Linked DNA regions of Zea mays: region 1 is linked to region 2. A link is a contact called in public Hi-C data. All regions are on one chromosome and are shown on one strand. The core of a region is the stretch at or near the end of the contact, and the rest is flanking DNA. Distances in the headings are between cores, read along the strand shown. Region 1 holds the start of LOC103649954 (protein TPR1). Region 2 holds the start of LOC100279235 (putative protein kinase superfamily protein).

Region 1 (6,457 bases), core at 1,249-3,748, 310 kb after region 2:
CAATAAGTTTTTTTAGCTCAACCAGCATAATACTTCGAGCTGATTTAGTATCCCCATACTTAGACAACTGTTCATTTTCCCTGCAAGCAACATTATTTGATAGTTTTGAGCTACAAATTGAAAACAGAAGCAGCAGGCTAAGGAATTATAATACTTGGAATAAAACACTGTAGGATAGTAATAAATATATTGTTAAGCAACTAACAAATTTCATTTTAAAAAATAATTTTTACAGGAAAATACAGCATAACATAAAAGCTACCAAATGAATATCTTAAACAAACCTCTATCATTTGCAATAAGCATCTGGCAGCTAACGAGTTATGCCGTTGCCGGCTTGCAGGCCTACTCAGCTAATGTATGTGTACCAGCTGCTTGCCATGGCTTCCTAATAGTTCATGATCTATTAGTAAATGTCCTATTTCATTGTCAGTGAAGATATATTAATTGCATTGCACCAAACAGGAGAGTCGTTTTCAATGTTTATCTTAAAGATCTAAGGGGTAACAAGGCTCTAAGAAATATTTATTTTAATGGTTTCTCAGCAATCTGATGCCATGGATTTAGAAAGCAAAAGGAACAAACCTAAAATTCTCAAGAGTGAGAAGTTGTGTTATCTCCTTATACAACTCCTCATTGAATGTCGAGAAGACTTTAAGATCCTTGACAAGAATATCTACAGCCTTTGCTCTATCATGCCTGTTTGGAACATAGAAAAAAGAAAAAAAGTCAGTACAATTTTACAATTCCCCAAACAATGGCACGAAATTCGAAAACCCAGCTCCTCATTCAAATGAAGTTTGAAATATGAAAGAACAGTACCTATCAAGCGCTTCCAAATACTTCTGCTTCCTGATCTCAAAGAAGATCTTCATCGAATACCTATTGTCATCTACCTTGGTGAATCCTGACAAGTATCTCTCCACCTCATCCCACTCCCCAGCATGGACCTTCTCCTCGAAGTACTTCATATTGAAGAAGAACCCTGACTCTTGCTCAAGCCTACAACACAATGTGAAGTAGGGAATTATTACATGTAGTAGAATATCAGCCCACAGGCAATTCCATTTCTGGGATAAAAGAACGTGGTACAACATCAGTTGTCAAATTTTCTCATCAATCAACAGAATGGGTACACTAAAGAGCTCATAACTCCAATGGTCAAAACTGAAAAATATCGAGTAACCACTTAAACCAGCCAACCACAATGCAAGATTTGAGCTTGGAAGTGATCCTAAACGACCAACCAAGTTCATGGCATTTATTGTGAAAAAGATCAGAAGCCACAAAGTACAGTTCTGACTAACCAACCGTGTGTTTTCTTCGATGCAAAAATTTGGAGCAAGCAGAGCAGAGTGCAGAACACATTGAAAACAGAACGTCCTACAAGTTCCAATTGCCTGGTTGAAATGACGTAATCCAGCAACATTACCGTCTAGTGCGTCGTTTACTGATTATTACCCGCAGGACACGACAAGGGGACCAAAGCGCCAGTACACCAAACAGAGTATTGATTTATAAAACTAATAACACGAGATTCATTTGTTCGACGAAATTAAGTGAACCGACAGAGAAGAGGAAGCCCAGTGGACACAAGAACCAGCGATGGGTGTAGTGACCCGCACATGCAAGCTCTATATTCCAAATGCGCCCCTGAATTTTTCCGGAATATAAAAAAAGTTGAGACCTTGAAAATCGATTTTTGGCCTGATTAAATAAAAACATCGACTGTCACGGAGAAAAGCACGAGGGGGGATAAAATGTCTTTTGACCTAAATAGCCCCCAAACTTCCATGTTATTACACGGTTCCTAACAAATCGAACGAAGCTTGAAAAAACTTATTTTTTCCAGCAGCAACTCGTCGAATCCCAGAAAGGAAAAGAAACGACTTAAAAAAAAACAGAGCCGCGTCTGGCCGGATTCATGAGAAAAAAAAAAAGCGGAAACAGGCTGCGCGACAAATCAAATCCCCTAGAGCGTAGAGGAGCCTGATCTCCAACCACTCACCAACCCAAGGTAACCACCGGCCGCGCAAAGAGAGGGGAGGGTGTACGCACTTGTGCACGGTCTCCTTGAACTTCTCCTCGTCGAGGAACTGCAGGATGAGGAAGACGAGCTCGCGGCTGAGCGACGACATGGCAGCGGCGGCGGTAAGCCGGCCAGTGGTCGATCCGCGCGCCCCGGAGCTTGTCTGGCGCCCCCGGGTCCGGAGGGCGCGGTCCTGGTGGCTTGGCCGCTCAGGCGGGCGCGAATCCTAGGGTTCCGTCGTCGGCCCGTCTCTCGCGAAGCGAAGCGGAGGCGAGAGAGAAGCGGAGATGTGGAAGAGAAGGTTGGGGGAGAGAGAGAAGCTATGGTCTCGCTTTCTTCGATGCGTTGCAGACCTCTCGCCCTTTTCTCTCTCCCCACGCCACCCAGCACTGGCTTATCTGTGAGAAGCACATGTCCTTATTGATAAGTGGGTAAGCTTATTGATATCTGCACGTACTTATATGATAGGTCGAGTGCGGCGGAATCGAAAGGGCTGGGATTAAATCGGATGGATATTCGTGAGCTGGCGTCCGGTTGTGAGGGCGACGTGCGCGCGAGACATCGCCTCGCGAGACAGGGGAAGGGCGGTGCTGGGGCTGCCGAGACGAGACGACACGAGACTGGCTTGCGTTTCCATGCGTGGTTGGTTGCGGACTGCAGGAAGGCAGTTTACATCCATCGCGCGTCTTCTCGGATCAGCAGCGTGCCAGTGGGAAAACAGTGGCGCACGGCACCGACTGAAGGAGATGAGGGCAGGTACATCCTAGAGACACTACAACGATTTTCTAATACAACACGATGCTAAGTGACTATACCATAGTTTTAAACCTCTGGATCATAAATATAATTAAAAGACAATAAATATAAAAAAATTGTGAAGATACGTGAAGAGTTTGCCTCTTTATTTTTTTACTTAAGTCTCTAAAGACTCTTTAAAAAGCATCTAATAAAATTGTACATGTCCTAACTAAGTGCAGGTTCACGTGCCCTGGGATCAATAGGCAGTTGTCTGTGTGTGCGGTATAATTGTCCATGTTGTGATGTAAAGACTTTTTTCTCTATAAGTTGATATGTTTAAGTTTACTATAAATATTTACTATAAAAATATCTTAGTACTTATTATATATTATAAATATTACTCTCTTATTCTTCTTTATAGAGGTTTTGTCTTTTAACATATACGACTTATATATATATATATATATATATATATATATATATATATATATATATATAGACGTATTTTTGTAACCAGGTGCATAGTAACTATAAAATCCAAAATAATCCATATTTTAACAACCTTCTTGTTGGAGACTTGTTCTCAAATGCTATGAGTTAAAAACAAGGCAACACAAAAAATGTTAAACGTTAAAGTCCTTCGTCCTTCGAAGCATTATTTCCCTTGGGACATAATGATTTTCGGACGAAGGTTATGAAGGACATACCTTCATAAGCACAAGATATAATAATAAAGAAGAAATCATATGAAGTGTAAGAGATAACATAAACAATTATGTATTGTTATCAACTCATTTCTATTTTATTATTATGGAAAAATGGAAATGATATCAAATTACAAATGTACCTTCGGCTTGAAAGAAGGTAAGAGTACAAGTGTGACGCAAAAGCAAATGTCAAGTCAGCGTGAACAGTACGGGAGCACTGTTCATCTATTTATAGGCATGGGACGCAGCCCATGTAAAACTACACCCATGTCCTTTACATTTACTAATGACTCTATAGTAACCTATCGAGGTCTGAATAGCCTTTTCCTTTTTAAGTCGGTTTCCTTTTCTGCTATAGTGCCGAAGCTCTCCTGCACATGGCTTCGGCTCTACGCCAACCTTCATGTTCTTTGTGCTTCTTCATACTGTGGATCTGATCCGAGTCCGAAGATACCTGTTCATGTATTATACTCCAAGAACATTGTTAAATCATGTTTTTGAGGACCTTCGGAAGCCGAAGGCCCCCAACAGTAGCCCCTCGCAATATTAATTTGTTAGAATGATAAATTCAGATTGCGATATGGACGAAGGCCCTAAGTCGAAGGTCCGAAAAACACCTTCCCTTTGCTAGAATAGCAACAGTCAATGACAAGTGGGGCCCTCCAGCTTGCAACGCACTAGGCGTATAAATAAGAGCACACCACGAGCTCATTTGGCACGCTTTTTGCCATCTGCTCTGCTTGCTCAATTTTTAGCTCTTGCCTACCAACGCTTGCTTGGCTTTTTAGATTTTCTAAGCTTCAGCTTTAAGAGCGCTTTTTCACCATTTCCGAAGAGAAGATGTCTCAAGATAAGAAAGTTATTGCTGAAACGAAGCTGAGCGAAGATGAGAAGCTTCTTAAGGAAAAAACCGCTGGATTCATCGAGTCAATTGCAAAGACCAACACAGAAAAGATTACAAAAGAAATTCTAGAAGGCTTATCTGAAGATACCGATGACAGCGATAGTTATGATGTGGAAAGTGGGGGCGAAGACTCCGAAGATCGGCAGTGGCGACCAAGTCACGCAGTCTTCGGAAAATCGACTATCAGGCAAAGTCATCTTGATAACATGAGCGGAAGATATTTTCGAGACATATCCATCGTGAGGGCTGACAACGGAGACATGACTGACCCTGTTCCTGAAGAGAATGAAGTCGTAATCTACCGAAGCTTCTTCAAGGCTGGTCTCCGGTTCCCCTTAAGCAGTTTCATGGTTGAAGTTTTAAAGATATACCAGATTTTTCTTCACCAGATTACTCCCAAAGCCATCATAAGAATGGGAATCTTCGTGTGGGCTGTGAGGAGTCAGGGTTTGGAACCAAGTGCAAAAGGTTTCTGCAGTATGCACGAACTTTTATATGAGACGAAGCCCTGGGGTAAGGAGCAGTATCACAACAATTTTAGCTGCTACAGCTTCGTTGCTCGTTCAGGCTCAATCTGCCCAGTGCCAACCTTTCGGAAGAGGTGGCCTGGAGACTGGATGAAAGAATGGTTCTATATGAAAAATGATTTAAAGGCGAGAGAAGATATTAAAGAGATCATCATGCGCCCCATCTGGTCCCGCTTCGGCCTTCGGAAACTGAAGGTAGAAATTGATGAAGCAGCTGAAGAATGTCGAAGGGCCTTTGGCATAGTTTGTTCTTTCATCGGGACAAGGGACTTAGTCCAAGAGCACGTGGCCTACAGAATATGGCCATTGGTAGTCAATCGGGAGATGCCAAAAGAAACCATCAGCAACCCCAATGAAGGTGGTTTGGTTCGACTGAAATATACCTTCAGGTTTGAAGACCAATTTATCGAACCAGACGATGATTGGCTGAAGTGCATCGAAGCTACAAGTGATGAACTGCTTGGGCCGTACTCCAAAGCGGAAGATAATGCGTTATCTGCAGCCTTCGGAAGCCGGAAGAAGAAAAGGCTAAACAGAGTTTTTGATGCTATTGGGTTCATGTACCCTGACTACCGCTACCCGTCACGGGGGCAGAAAAGAAAAAGTGCAACTTCTGGGAAGGATGATGCTTCAGCTGCTCCAAACGAGCCCGCGCCGAAGAGGAAAAAGGTGAAGGTTCTTACTCACCGGCCGCGATATATTGAGCCGGTCGTGGTGCCCAAATTTGGCGGTGAGACCTCTTCGGCTATTGAAGCCAAAGAACCTGCGCCTACGCAGAAGATTGAAGAGTCGGCTGCAATGCCGAAGACATCCTCAGCCGAATTAGTTGAGCCAAAGGCCGATAATATTAAAAAGATAGTAGTCAAAGGAACAAGGATATTAGAAGTTACAAGCCCTTCGGCAGAAGTGATAGTGCCGAAGGCACAAAAAGATCTTAGAGCGACCCCTAAGAGGAAAAGGATGGTTAACGTGCTAGATGCGCTGGAGACAATAAAGACAAGCTCTACTCCAAGGAAAACTGCCGAAACTCCAAAGACGCAGTCTGAGACAAGATTGTCCGAAGCCGAAGCTGCAAAGAGTTAGGCCGAGACCGAAGCTGGGCCTTCAGAGCCCGCCAAGGAGAAATCCTTGGAAATCGAAGAAAAAGAAACGAAAAAAGAAGCAACAGAACAAATTTTGCCTGAAAAACATCTTCCGAAGCTTTTGATTATTTTGTACGACATGCTTCAGGAAAAAGGTTATCTAAAGAAGAAAAGCGAGAAGCTCAATACTATGCCCGGAAACTGAAATATCTAAAGGGGGCATTGATATTCAACGGCAGCGGAGAAGAAGATTTCTTGTATTGTCTCCCGGACAGCAAGGAGATTTCTGTCTGCCGGGAGATAAGCAGAAGCTTCGGATTCTCGACACTAGAAGATGGGCTTTCGGTGCTATCAAAAGATGAATTGGTCGATAGCTTAGCATATAATAGTTTAAAGGTGTGAGAATGAGTTTTTTGTACTTTAAAAATAAAATTTTTCATTTTCTTATACTTAATATCGCACTCCTTTTG
Region 2 (6,473 bases), core at 1,048-3,547:
CATTGTGATATTTAGCCCAGAAGCTCCAACAACATAAAAATTTACAATCTCAAACTGATTAACGCGCAGGTTGAGCTGAGAAGCAAGTTCTTGAAGAAATTTGTTGCTCCAGTTTGAAGTCAAGGAAACATTACGAAGGAAGAGCTCAATTCTCACTGGATAAACACAATGGCAGTCCCGGGTCCCTCGTTTTTGTACCATGTTCGGTGCACAACAACCTAACAAACAAACATAAATCACAATATGGTTAAGAGAATAAAGCAAATCTATAACATAGAACAGATACTATTGGAGTAAATGATATCCGTCGCATAAAAAATGGAACAAATAGATCAGAACGAAATGTATAAATGATGCTCTTCTAGAATAGACAAATGACCAACCCCTCAACAGGATTATGTAATTTTAAGCTGTGTGAGAGCTCATTTACAATCAGAATACTTCAAGGCTCTGGCAAATAGACTTACCACTGTGAGGAGACACTGGAGGCTGCACTAATCCCAAAGGAGCTGCGCTAGAATTTGAAGCTGCATCCGGAGGGTCAGCATCTACGTGAGCAGGAGCAGCTGTTGCTAAGTGTCTGGTATGCTGCACTGGAGGACGTGATAGATCTGAGGAATAAATGGCAAGATCTAAAGCACCAGGCATGTAACGATAGCTAGGTGCTGAAATAGGAGGATGTGTGGATGACATGGCAACTGCTGATGAATATAGCTTCTTTTGTCTTTGGAGGCCATCATCTGGTTGTGCAGAAACACTCACAAGGACTTTAGTTTGGGATGCCAAAGAATGAAATGGTCCCCAACCTTGGAATGGAGGCATGGCAGGGGCGACTACTTCTAGAGCAAACGTTTGAACAATCAAATTGGTCCCACTGAGAAACTCCAGGATCAATACAGCAGGCAAGACATTGGACATAAAATTTCTCAATGTGTCTTCAGGAATTCCTGAAAAAAAAGCTGTACACCATCCAGTGAGAATTATTTTAAGCAAGAAAGTACATTGTGTGGAATGGGCATAAAGCGTAGACAAAAGATTCTGGTGGCCCATGGCTCATTGGCTCCCTAAAAACAACATACAAATGTTATGGAGCCCTTCTAAGGTGGTAAGATAAAAAGGTCGTACCATATCTGCCCTTTACGTATGCCCTTGAATGATACAATTGTAGGCAGAGAAAGAAATGTCCATATGCACATAAACACACACTTGTGTTCCATCTGAATTACAAAATACCTCCACTCCCTTGTGCCAAACATTATTAACTGACACATTAGTATCCGACCTTCTCGATCATTTGAATCATACCATGATACATGTTCAGCAGATCAGATGTTCTTTGCCAAGGCTTGGCATTGTTAATTTAAACAGGATAGCTATGCCATTTCCCGATTCATTATCCAAGGTATTGTTTCACCTCATTCAGATTTGTCCACTCTCGCACCCATCGATTTTACACACGAGTGCGTTTGAATAAAACATAAGCATCGGAGTCGGACAAAAAAGATTACTTTTTCCCCCCACAAGCAAGGAGGCCACAGAGACTACGAATATGAAACTGCCTAGTATCTGCTGCAGTGTCCATTACATCCTCCTCACTGTTAAGCATAGGCTGCACAATCTCTACCGTATTGATTGTTCCATGGCTGCTGGCGCCTGGAAGACTACATGTGAACTCGAATCCGCCGCTCCCACTACCCCCAAACGGACTCGAATCTACAGGCGAGCTTTCCCACTGTGCGCCCAAATGTTGGTAACGAGCTCCCGACGGTAGTTGGAGCAGCGCGCCCTCCCATAGCCCAGACCCCGCCGTGGAGCCGTCATTTCCCCGCCGGCAGAACCTCAAATCGGGCAAGCACAATCGTGGCACGCGCCCAGACTACTCGAGCCCATCGCACCAAGCCTTCCATGAAGCAAGGAGCAGCAAGGAGGCTAGGGCCCACGCAGATCAGATGGGGGGGAGGGTGCTCACCTCGGGCTGGACCGGAGCGGCAGCCCGCTCGCCCGAGCCGCGCCATCCCCGGCGAAGACGCGAAGCACACAGCAGCAGCTGCTGCTGCTGCTACCGCCGCCGCGGGGGCAGGCGCGCTCGTCGCGGCGCTGGCGATTTGGGGCCCATGCGCGCGGGAAGAGGGGAGGGACAGGGACGGCGGCGGCGTACGGGGTGGAGTGGATGGATTTGGCTTTCCTCTCCGGCCGCTCTCCCTTGTGTTCGGGCGCGGGCGCGGCTCTCGGCAGCTGCCGGTGGTGGTGGTGGTGTGGCTTTGATTTGCTTTTTGCGCCTGCGCTGCTGCTTTTCCCTCCTGCGATTATTATTATCTCTCCCCTCCCTCGCCGCTGCAACCTCGGGGAGGGGAGGGGGATTTTTCAGAAGGGATCGGTGTGTGTCCTGTCCAGTCCAGTCCACTGTGGTGGTTTTACTCGAGGTTGAAAGACGACCGACGTGGGCTCTCGGGCCCTCAAAAGTCAATGCTCGCTCGTTTTGTCTACGGCCGGGGCGAGAATCGGCAATTTCACAGCATGCTAGTAGATCGACGATTTTGGATGGCTGTATGCCTGTATATATAGGTCCTGTTTGTTTCGGCTTCTTACAGCTTCTGGCCACCAAAAACTGCTGCAGACTGCCAAACGCTCAGCTTTTGAGCCAGCTTCTATAAAATTTGTTGGGGGCAAAAACCATTCAAAATCAACATAAACACATAATCGGTTGAGTCGTTGTAATAGTAGGAATCTGTCACTTTCTAGATCCTGAGCCCTATGAACAAATTTATCTTCCTACACGTGTAATCGTAATGATACTCAGATTCTCCCCACAGCCAGATTTCCAGAAAAGCTGGTCAGAAAAAAAGCTGAATCAAACAGACACATAATAACCGTCTCCGTCTGTCGCCGTTTCATTCCACACATGCAAGCACACCGGGCAAGGATAAAGATAAAATCCTAGTTAGGCTTCACGTGGAAGGCAACAAAAGATGGGTCACGCGGGGCTAGGCCAGCAGCCTACCTTGAGGACAAGCTAATCTATCGATATTAGGCCATCTCGAAGTCTAAGGCAGGCCTTACAAAGCCAACAGATATCTGATCAACGGAACAAATGGTCGCACAATTGAGGAGCACAACAATATTCTTCACAAAAAGCACACAAACATATGACTGTGACTATGACAGTCCATCCAGCTTATGTTTAGTTGTGGAAGATAAAGTGTCAACCGGAATATAGGTTTTATTCTGTCTGTTCTTGAAAAAAAATAGGCTAAACACGAAGTCTCTGCTCAGGTGAAGAAGTATGGAGTTAGATTCGTATACATGTGAAAAACTGCATACTTTAGAAAGAAGAGATCCTTCCGCAGATCTTCGTAAATTGCTAGTATGCAAAGAGATGCTGGCAACTAACTGGGGTGACTCCACCACGCACGTTCTAACCATCTCTTAGCTATTCAGCAAATACGAGCGAAGGTACCTCATAATCATGATTTGGTGCATAAGGAAAAATAGAAATGGATGAATCTTTAAAAACATACCACCAATAATTGAAAACATACCACGCCAATAACGAATGCAAAGTGTGTTTGTTACAGAGATGCTCCTAATTTGCCATAGAGTGAAGCCTTCAGACAGCCAATAGAATTGGAGCATGGCTACAACAGATCTTTTTTTTAATCCCCTCTCTAATCTCTTCCTATAACCTTGTACATAATATTTTTTTAATACAAAAGTATTGTAGGTCTTTCGTACAGTAATTGCCTCAAAAAAAATCTTAGGCCATCTTCGTCAATAACGACGTGCAAGGCAAACGAGCGAGTGCAGTTTGAATTGGAGAGTGGAATAGGAGCCTTAGTGTACAGTAGAGATGGCCAAACGGGCCGCCCGGCTCGGCTCGGGCCCAGTGAAGCCCGGCCCGGCTCGGGTCCGGTGAAGCCCGGCCCGCTAGACACGGTTATAAAATTGGGCTGGACCGACTAAGCAGGTGAGTTTAATTTTCTGTCCGAGCTCGGCCCGCATCGAGCCTAAACGGGCCAGGCCGGCTCGTTTAGCACGAAAAAAGCGGGCCGAAAAGCGGATATGCGGGCCGACAAGCACGTTTTAGTGTAAAATAACGGGCTTAACGAGCTTAGAGGTAAACGGGTCGTGGCGGGCTAGCCCACCGTGACTAGTTTCCTGTCCGAGCCCAGCCCGCTTATTTGTACCGGACCGGCCTGAGCCCGCATAGAACCGGACCGTGCCGGGCTCGGATCGGGTCCGAACAGCAGGCTTCGTGCCGGGCTCACGGGTCTCGTGGTTATTGACCATCTAAAGTGTACACGGTCACCGGTGAGTCACTAACGGGAGCCTAGCTGCTAGCTTAAGCGCCGCGCATCAAATCCGGGGCTAGACGTCGACATCGATCTCATGTGCGCAATCATGACCTACTGCTCTTCCTTTGCCGACTCGACTTCCCGTGCTAGCGTAGTAGCAGCGACGCTTTACCTCTTCTTTAATCAACGACCACAGCCGGGGGGCTCGTTTCAGCGTGGAAAAGCAGCGATGCGAGCGATGCATGAGATCGACGAGCGCCATTTATATTTCGCGGATTTACATACACACACATATATATAAGTTTTGTGCTCATTTTCTCTGCCGTGAACGTACGGTTCAGAGATGGGGCTGGGCTGACTATCGGATGGATCATGATGGGTCATGGCCACTTCTCTCTCACACACACGCACGCATAGGGATCGACTGGGGTTCGGCGAGTCCTTGTCCTTGATTTGAATTCAGGTGGCTGCTTTGACCCTCTCTGACAGGAAGGAGCCACACCCACACCCTCTATTTCTATGCATCTCTGACTACTTCCTCCGTCTCATTTTTCGTTCTTCGAGCTCGACGAATCCGTCAATTGTCAAGGCCGGAGTTTTTTTTTTTTTTGTAAGTTGTAACCGATCGATGGAACAATAGAGTTTCAGCGCGCGGGAGTTATTTACTTTCGTGTACCTAACTCATGATGACATACATGGCTGTGGAAAAATGCATGCCTAACTTGATTATATATCACCATGTGGTTATCGATCAAATTGTCGGCCGAGAAGACTAGAACACAGTAGAACGGCAGATCCGCATCGTCTGTTTATTCTCACAATATCTTGCACTTTTTTTAACACAGGCGCGAGAATATCCGCCGGTGTCTAGCCAGAGCTAGGGTTAAAAACGAGACAGCCTCGTCTCGGCTCAACTGGGTGCCGCTCGGTGGGTGGCACGGGCATGCCAGGACATGACATGACACGTTATTTTCACGGGTCGGGTAGGGCTGGCCCGTGGGCTAGTTTTGTTGTCCAAGCACGGCACGCCCACTATTATGCGGGTCAGGCTAGGCTCAGCTGGGGCACGGTCAGCCTGTTAGTGTCGTGCAGGACTCGGATCCAGTAACTAAATACACAGAATACATTAAATTTAACAGAAAAACCTTACTTGTACATAAAACATCACATTTAACAGAAAAACCTTACATTCACATCAAAACTGAACATAAATTCAATCCATTAACCAACTAGACATTCAAACCAACATAAGACAAGGCAAATAGGCTACAAAATAGTCTTTAAATGTTTTGGAGCCTTAGTGTAGTGTTGTCTCATTAAAAACCTTTCTAAGTAAAAACTCATACTTCGTGACAAAACCCTATGAAGGAAAAGAGTTCAGCTCCTCGAATTATTTATAAGTTCATAGTTCAGTCCACGGTCCATATGAGCATATTATAAATAAGAGAACATAAATAGGTATAAGTGCTTGCAACTTACTAGAGTTGTAGGCCTGGAGGGCGGCTTCACGGCGCCAGCTCGTCGCAGCAGGGATGACCGGCACCATCTGGTCGCTGGTGGCGGGGGACGGACATGGCTCGTTCGCTGCCTAGATCTCTGGTCTCGCACGCGCAGGGAGCCAGGGACTCAACGGCTCGCGCTCGCTGGCTCGCGGGTGGGCGAGGGCGGTGGCTGGCCATAGACTCCGGTGGTGCGGTGGCGACGTGGTCTGGAATCTAGGGTCTAGGGGCTGGGGCATGGGCGCCATGCTTGCCCGCCTGGGGGAGTGGCCAAGTGGGGGTGGGTGGCGGCCTGGCGGAGTGGCGGGTGGGGGCCTGGGTGTGGCCGGGTGGCCTAGGGTTAGAGCCGTGTGGGCTGGGCTATTTGCCTACCAGGTGGGCCGCAATTAGCTATTTGCCTATTTCGGATATCCGCGGGGACCCGCGGGTAAAGTATAATACCCGGGGGGGCTCGTTCCAGCGTGGAAAAGCAGCAATGCGAGTGATGCATGAGATCGACGAGCGCCATTTATATTTCACGGATTTACATACATACGTACGTATATATAAGTCTTGTTATCATGAACTCGACCCGACTTTACCGTGGGTCGGGTATGGGTAAGACCCGCGGGTGAAATATTATACCCGAATCCGAATCCAACGGGTCGAACCCGCGGGTAAAATTACCATCCCTATATAGATC

The links. Hi-C and Micro-C count contacts between places; a contact is called where the count stands out from the background.
Region 1: a contact with region 2 is called in a Hi-C map of leaf, with 5 times the contacts expected there. The contact joins the promoter of LOC103649954 here to the promoter of LOC100279235 in region 2. A contact is called at or near these places in 2 of 25 Hi-C or Micro-C datasets (ear and leaf).

Annotation. Positions count from the first base shown.
Region 1 is chr3:35,991,725-35,998,181 of Zm-B73-REFERENCE-NAM-5.0, forward strand. It overlaps LOC103649954 (protein TPR1), which reads right to left and starts at 2,499. Exons shown (of 25, transcript XM_008675649.3): 1 at 2,059-2,499; 2 at 823-1,002; 3 at 586-699; 4 at 1-80. The coding sequence starts at 2,138.
Region 2 is chr3:35,679,191-35,685,663 of Zm-B73-REFERENCE-NAM-5.0, forward strand. LOC100279235 (putative protein kinase superfamily protein) reads right to left here and starts at 2,298. Exons shown (of 8, transcript NM_001152256.1): 1 at 1,970-2,298; 2 at 468-947; 3 at 1-218. The coding sequence starts at 2,015.